Linked DNA regions of Rattus norvegicus: region 2 is linked to region 1. The links are chromatin contacts, called in public Hi-C maps. All regions are on one chromosome and are shown on one strand. Each heading gives the region's core, a stretch centred on a gene start, on an enhancer-like site or on the middle of the called end of the contact. The rest is flanking DNA. Distances are from core to core; before and after follow the strand shown.

Evidence for each region. Hi-C and Micro-C count contacts between places; a contact is called where the count stands out from the background.
Region 2: a contact with region 1 is called in a Hi-C map of mammary epithelial cells, with 2.2 times the contacts expected there. The contact joins the promoter of Rnf130 here to the enhancer-like site in region 1. A contact is called at or near these places in 2 of 12 Hi-C or Micro-C datasets (Schwann cells and mammary epithelial cells).

The regions. Positions count from the first base shown.
Region 1 is chr10:34,798,390-34,801,940 of GRCr8, forward strand. No RefSeq gene overlaps it. Among named protein-coding and RNA genes, the nearest start is that of Rnf130, 44 kb to the right of the region's middle. Within about 2 kb of position 2,167, at least 8 of the 93 cell types and tissues checked have an H3K27ac peak or open chromatin away from gene starts, as enhancers often do.
Region 2 is chr10:34,842,861-34,846,376 of GRCr8, forward strand. It overlaps Rnf130 (ring finger protein 130), which reads left to right and starts at 1,425. Exons shown (of 9, transcript NM_001037658.2): 1 at 1,425-1,698. The coding sequence starts at 1,452.

The sequences.
Region 1 (3,551 bases), core at 917-3,416:
AGAAAGAAAGAAAGAAAGAAAGAAAGAAAGAAAGAAAGAAAGAAAGAAAGAAAGAAAGAAAGATGAGGCAACAGTCCCACACTAGTGCTCAACTCAAAAAGCAAGGGTGTCACCCTGAGAAGGGGGCCACAGGCAAGCTGTCAGTTCAGACATCTCTTAAACTCCTCAAGAACTACTTCAAACCCAAGGGCAATTTCAAAACCAGTAGAGATCTTGGCAGCAAGAAATTAATAGAAGGCCACAGCTACATAATCCTATAAGCTAAGCCATAAAGCAAACAGCTTACCAAAGCAAAATCATTGAGAGAAATGTAAGCCTCAGGGAGCCCTCCCGGGATCAGAACAAACTGCCCCTGGGACGGAGCCTGCATTTCAGGTGAGTCTGTCTTTGTAGCAATCCATGCCCTTGAACATTGTTGCGAACAGTAGGCCAGTTATACTTCAGTGAGCTGGAACACAATGGTTAGATGTGGTACTAGCAAAGTCAGACAGCTGACGGAGGGATGGGAGACAGTCACAGGGCTCCCTGGGCAAGCCACTGTCCTTTCAGACTGGCCACAGACATGTCCCAGGCCATACTCTAAATGCCAGTGTCCAACTAAAAGTTAAAAGACATGAACTCAAAACAAAACAGAAATATTATGGCATGAATGGGGTGGGGTGGGGTGGGGTGGGGTGGGCTGGAGAAGGCAACAGAAACCACTGTGAGAGGAGGTGCCAGACAGCAGCTGTCATGTATATGTGGAAATAGCTGCTGGACCATGCTTGAGAAATAACTGAAAGTCTGATAGTAACGACTCATCAAATACAGAACTGATGTGTTTTATTGACGAGCAGATAAAATTATTTTTAAAATAATAGGATCTAAAGTTGAAAGTATAGTAAAGGAGTTTTTTGGGTCTTTTTGTTTTTAAGGTTGGTGAAGGCAGACTAGAGACATGGCTCAGAGGGTGAGAGCACTTGCTGATCTTCCAGAGGACCCTGGTTTGATTCCCACTACTCCCATGGTGGCTAACAACTGATTGTAACTCTGGTTTCAGGAAATCAGATGCCCTCTTCTGGCTTCCTCTGGTACTGCATTTATGTGGTACATAGGTAAAAACACCCATACACATAAGGTTAAAATTTTAAAATAAGGGTTGGTGATTTAGCTCAGTGATAGAGCGCTTGCCTAGGAAGCACAAGACCCTGGGTTCGGTCCCCAGCTCCGGAAAAAAAAAGAAAAAAAATTTAAATTAAAACATGTTATTGGAAATTGGGTGGTTAAAATTTTAAATTAAAACAAATGCTACGGGGCTGGGGATTTAGCTCAGTGGTTAGAGTGCTTACCTAGGAAGCGCAAGGCCCTGGGTTCGGTCCCCAGCTCCGAAAAAAAAGAACCAAAAAAAAAAAAAAAAAAAAAAAAAAACAAATGCTACTTGGGGCTGGGGATTTAGCTCAGTGGTAGAGCGCTTACCTTGGAAGCGCGAGGCCCTGGGTTTGGTCCCCAGCTCCGAAAAAAAGAAAAAAAAAAGATACACACAAAAACGCACATGCACTTGCACATTGTAGTAAAAGTACTAAACAGACCAAGAAAAAGTTTGGGTGAAGCAAAATAAAAATGACCTATCGTGTATGTACAGGAGAACCCCAATAATATGAATGGCTGTGATATATTAATATTAGAGGCCATACAGCCCGAGGGATGGGCTAGAAGGTGCCGGAGTTGGGGAGTAGCCCTGGTCAAACGTGTGTGACAGTGCGAGGGTGTTCTCCTCGGCTTCCTGTCACTGTGACAAAATGTCCGAACTAAATCAGCTATCAGGAGGGAATCCTTACTTATTTGATTCGGACATGGCTGCTTGGCTCCCGTAGAAAGACAGTGAGTCACAGCAAAAGCACGCAGTACACAAAACACCCCATTGCAGCCCAGAAGCAAAAGAGAAGAGGAGGAAGCCAGAAGTCTGCTACATCCTCTTTGTGGGCGAGCATGAACTCACAGACTTAAGTTCCTTCCAAGTTGACCCCACTTCCTAAAGGTTCTGCCACCTCCAAGAGCATCGCAGGCTGGCAGCCAAGCTTTGGGCCTAGGGGGCAGGGTGTTGTGGTTTGTAGGAAATGCCCCCTATAGACTCACATGGTTCTCAGTTGTGGGAGTTGTGGAACCTTTAGGAGGTGGAGCCTAGAGGCGGAAGTGAGTCTCTGGGGACCAGCCTTGAGGCTTTCAGCCTTGCTCTGGACCTCTCTGTGTGCCGACTGTTTTCTGGCCACCTCCTCCTACCTACCATGCCTTCCCAGTCATGGCAGACAGTATCCTCTCAAACCACAAGCCAAAATCCTTCTTCTATTTAGATATTTAGTTCCGGTATTTATCCCAGTGATAGAAATGTTATGAGTACAGGGGACATCCCAGATGCAAGCCAGAGCAGAGGGTAGGAGGCTAGGAAGCCAGACGGGTGGCGGGTGTGTGCAGAGGAATCCGCTCTCACCTCGTGGGTCTTTGAGAGCCATCATGACTTGAGTGTGAAGCGTCCCCCATGGGCTCATATGTTTGAACACTTGGTCACCAGCTGGAGGTCCTAGTTCAGGAGGGTATAGAATCTTTAGAAGCGAATTCTTGGAGACAAGCCTTGAACACTGAACCTTCTGCTGTCATCACCACGAACTTTACCATGTCTTCCCCATTAGGACAGAATGAAACAGTGGTCAGCATGTAAGTCACTTCTGTTCCATATTTTGTCATAGGGATAAAGGAAAAGTAATTCAGGAGCCATTGACGAATCATGGTCTCTGACAGTCCTGTTATTTTGTAGAAAGATGGACCTGTGGTCAGTTTGCCAGGTGGGAAAGAAAAGAAAAACCTAAGGACATTGTGTGGCCAGTGGGAGACAGGTGCCTAAGGAGGAGAGAGCAAGACTTTGATTCTTTTTTTTTTTTTTTCCGGAGCTGGGGACCGAACCCAGGGCCTTGCACTTCCTAGGCAAGCGCTCTACCACTGAGCTAAATCCCCAATCCCGAGAGCAAGACTTTGAATACCTATTAATATTTTATTTTTAGTTGAAATGTTATGGTGGGTGCATGGGTGCAGTACCCACGGAGACCAAAAGAGAGCGTCATGTCCCCTAGAGCTGGAGTAATAGGCTGTTGTTAACTGCCCCAATGTGGATCGTGGGTCCCGACCTCCAGGCCTTCTGGAAGAGCAATGCGCACTCTTAATCGCTGAACCATGTCTCAGGGACCAAAGTTTTAGATCTGAAGAGATACTGAAAATTGCTTTCCCAAATAGCTGTGTCTCCATCCAATCTCCTAGTGGTGCCTTTCTGTAGAACGTTGCAGGCACCAGAGACCTAAGCCCTCTGTTTATTGCCAAATTTCCTTCCAAAAAAGAGGCCAACCCATAAGCAGCAACTTACAGATTGATTTTTTTTTATTTCATTAAAATGATATCCAATTTGTGTGGCTTCCTCAAGTCTGCGCCCCACCCCTTCCCCTATTCTTTTTTTAACTGTAGTTATTTACTATGGAGGCTTGCAGAGTGATCAGTGCTTCATGGAGCCACCAGGGTGCGCCCTC
Region 2 (3,516 bases), core at 175-2,674, 44 kb after region 1:
GGCAGCTCACTGACAGGCAACCGAGGGCTCTATTCAGACTTCAGCCCACATCCTCCAGGAGACCTCCCACACCCAAGTACCCCAAACGCTATATTCTCATTTACCATATACTCTTATACCATGGTTCTCAACCTTCCTAATGGTGTGACCCTTTAATACAGTTCCTCATGTTGTAGTGACCCCCAACCATAAATTATTTTCATCGCTATTTCTTCTGCCCTGGTTTTGTTGTGGGTGTGTATGGACTTCTGTAATATCACTTCTTGCTGGTGGCATAAGCACCCCTACACTAAAAACCCTTGCTAAGGATAAGAACGGGGGGGGGGGATAAGTATGCAAAGAGAAGACAGGACCAACAAATGGGAGTGGAAGAGGAGATTCTTACTAGAGAAAGCCCCATGTAGGGGCCAAACATAGCCTGTAACTTTTTGGCAGGCAACTCTAGGGTCTCATCCTGAGAATAGGTACTGTGGTCCGCTTCCCCAGTGAGGAGAGGCCCAATTACAGAAGAAACCGAGCAGAGCCCTTGTTGAATGCTGCAAGCACTATTCCACTTTACAGAAAGGAAGTGAGTGTCTGTGGGTCTGGGTATTCTGGGGGGAGTCGGGGTTGGGGAAGAGGACCATACCAATCTTATGAAGTTTCTATCTGTCTCTAACAGACCTTGCTAACCACTCAGATGCCTTATTGAGTCCAATTCTACCGGCCCCAAACGCAAAGACACCCTCCCAACTGATTTCAATTATACAGCATGCAAACAACCGAGTGGAAATGTTAGCTCTCAAAGCCATTTAATTTAAAACCTAACGTTTAGCTTGGTTCCTTTTAGTCGTATCTCCAACATCTCTATAGGTTCTTGGAAAGCTTCACAGATCCAGGTCATAGAGGGCTAGGAAGCCCGGGGCAGTTCACTGAGCCCGGTGCCAGCAAGCAGGTGACTGGACTGCCCCTGGCCCTCGTGCGGGAGGGCGGGAGCAGGCATTGCCTAGTGCGCACGCGTAGCGGACGGGGTTGTGCTTCGGGCTTGCGCGTTGCCGCTGGGCTGGAGGGAATGGGGAGGCAGCGGGCACGCGCCTGAGGCGGCATCGCCTACGCTCCCCAACCCCCATTCCCGGAGCAGTCGGGACTGCTTCGTCCCACCCACCCCGAGTCTTCTCAGGTGCCCTGTCCGCAAGCCTGGTCCCTCGTCAGTCGAGCTGCCCTGAGAGGCAGCACGCGGCCTGACGCGCCGTCCTCCCCTGAGGGACCCAGGGGCGCGTGCCCGCGCGCGGGCCGCGGACGTGAGGGCAGCGAACGACGGAACCGCGGCGCCGAGGAGGGCCGTGCTCGTGCCCGGCTCCTCGCGAGGCGCGCGCGCGCTCCCGCCGCAGCCCGGGCCGCGCCCGCCCCGCCTCTCAGCACCGGCCCCGGAGCCCGGTCCGCGAGCGGCGGCGGCGGCGGCCGGAGGGACGATGAGCGGCGCGGCGCGGGCGGGCCCGGCCCGGCTCGCGGCGCTGGCCCTGCTGACCTGCAGCCTGTGGCCGACGCGAGCGGACAACGCGAGCCAGGAGTACTACACGGCGCTCATCAACGTGACGGTGCAGGAGCCCGGCCGCGGCACCCCTCTCACGTTCCGCATCGACCGCGGGCGCTACGGGCTCGACTCACCCAAGGCCGAGGTCCGCGGCCAGGTGCTGGCACCGCTGCCCATCCACGGAGGTGAGGCGGGAGCGGAAGCCTGAGGCGGGGCGGGGGTCGCGGGGGCGGCGTGGCCGGGTGTCTGCGCGCCGTTCGGCCGCCGGCCCAAGGGGATCGCGGTCCCCGCGCTGTGGAGCCTGGCCTGCTTCCCGCTGGGTAAAGAGGCTCCAGAAACCCTGCTGCATTTCCCCTTGAAATTAAAAGAGAGCGAGACTTAGAATGTCCTCCTCTTTTTCATTTAGGTAGCTTGTTTACTGGAGGGCATTGGAATGCGAGTTTGCAGGGACAGTTGAGACAAAGGAGGTGGTGCAGGGGCGCAGAACTAGTTCATGGTGGACGAGATGCTTAACCTGTATTTTGGAATCGGCAGGTTTGTTCCTGAAATCCCACGGATTTAACACTGCAGTGAATCTTTAGGGATGAGAACCACCCCCCCCCCGCCTTTCCTACTCACCCCCCCACCCCCAACGTCAAAACGTGCTGGTTTTTGTTTTTTGGGTTTTTTTTTTTTTTTTTCGATAATGGCTAAGGGGAGAGGGTCCCTGTTGCTTTTGGCTTTCTCTGACCCGGGTAGTTTTGCTGTCATGAAACGCTAGAGATTTTCACATTATAAAGAATGTGAGAGTAGCTGAACTAGTAGCCAAGTCTTTGGTCACGGGTGCCCATCCAGAGGGAAAGAGGTAAAATGGTCAGGAATCGTCTTTGAAGCCATTTGATTTAGCCTTGGCGTTCCCCTTGTGTATGCCGGCTGTGCATACTTAATGATTTGGTGTAAACTCCTATGTTAATTACTGGTTGTGTTTTAAAGGACGTTGCTCCGTGGAGTGTGATATTTGGGGGCTGTGGCAGGCTGGACTTTGGGGAGATGTCTCCTATCCTATCTCCCGTTCTCACCTTACAATGTTGAGAGGATTAAAAAAAACAAAACTATGATTCCTGTTTAGATGTTTAGGAACTCTTTAGGATAATGGTGTTTGTTTTTATAGTCTAAAATATTAAAATGTGCCCTCTGAGTTCACTATTTGTATAATGCATATTAAGCTGCTGCTGCTGCTGCTGCTGCTGCTGCTGCTGCTGCTGCTGCTGCTGCTGCTGCTGCTTTTGAGACGTACTGGCTTGGGGCATAAGGTTTCTTTCTTCAGCTTAGATTGGGCTCTTAAGCGTTCATTTTTTACACCAGCGACCAAATGCTTATGGTGTGTATTTCTTAGTCCACTAGGTTAGAATCAGCACTTAAGGCCCCTGTTTGACCACAGAAACAGTTTTTTCTTTGCTCCATTCAATAAATATTTGCTGCCTGCTCTGTGCCAGTCACTGTGGTTGGGACATGTAATGTTGCCAAACTATGGCAGTAACAATGCTACACTATTTTCTGGAGGGGAAAAGGACCGTGAGGGTCATGTGGAAGGGGAGGAAGAGGAAGAAAGAGGCAAGCTACTCTGCAGAAAGATCTGTAAAGTGTTGTGAAATCTGTGGTTTGTGCTTGGGGCTTGGTTCCCCCCCAGGCAACCCAGACCACCACCCTCACTTAAGATGCAGTGTTTCGAGTGCCAATGTCAGCTGTTTGTCTTCACCTCCAAGTTAAGGCCCATCTTCGACAATGCGTGTAGGAGGCCAGCAGAACGGTTTGGGAAACTGAAAGTTGTCTTAACCTGTCACTGGGAAATAGCATTGTGAGGTTGAAGGGTCTGTATCAGACCTCTGCTACAAACACACTGTATGATACCAGCAACATAATTCTGCTTGGTGTCTTCATTTCTTATCTTAAAAAAAAAAAAATGGACTGAGAGAGTATTCACCTCTCCTGTGAAGAAAAGGTGTCCTTATTGTATCCTCAAA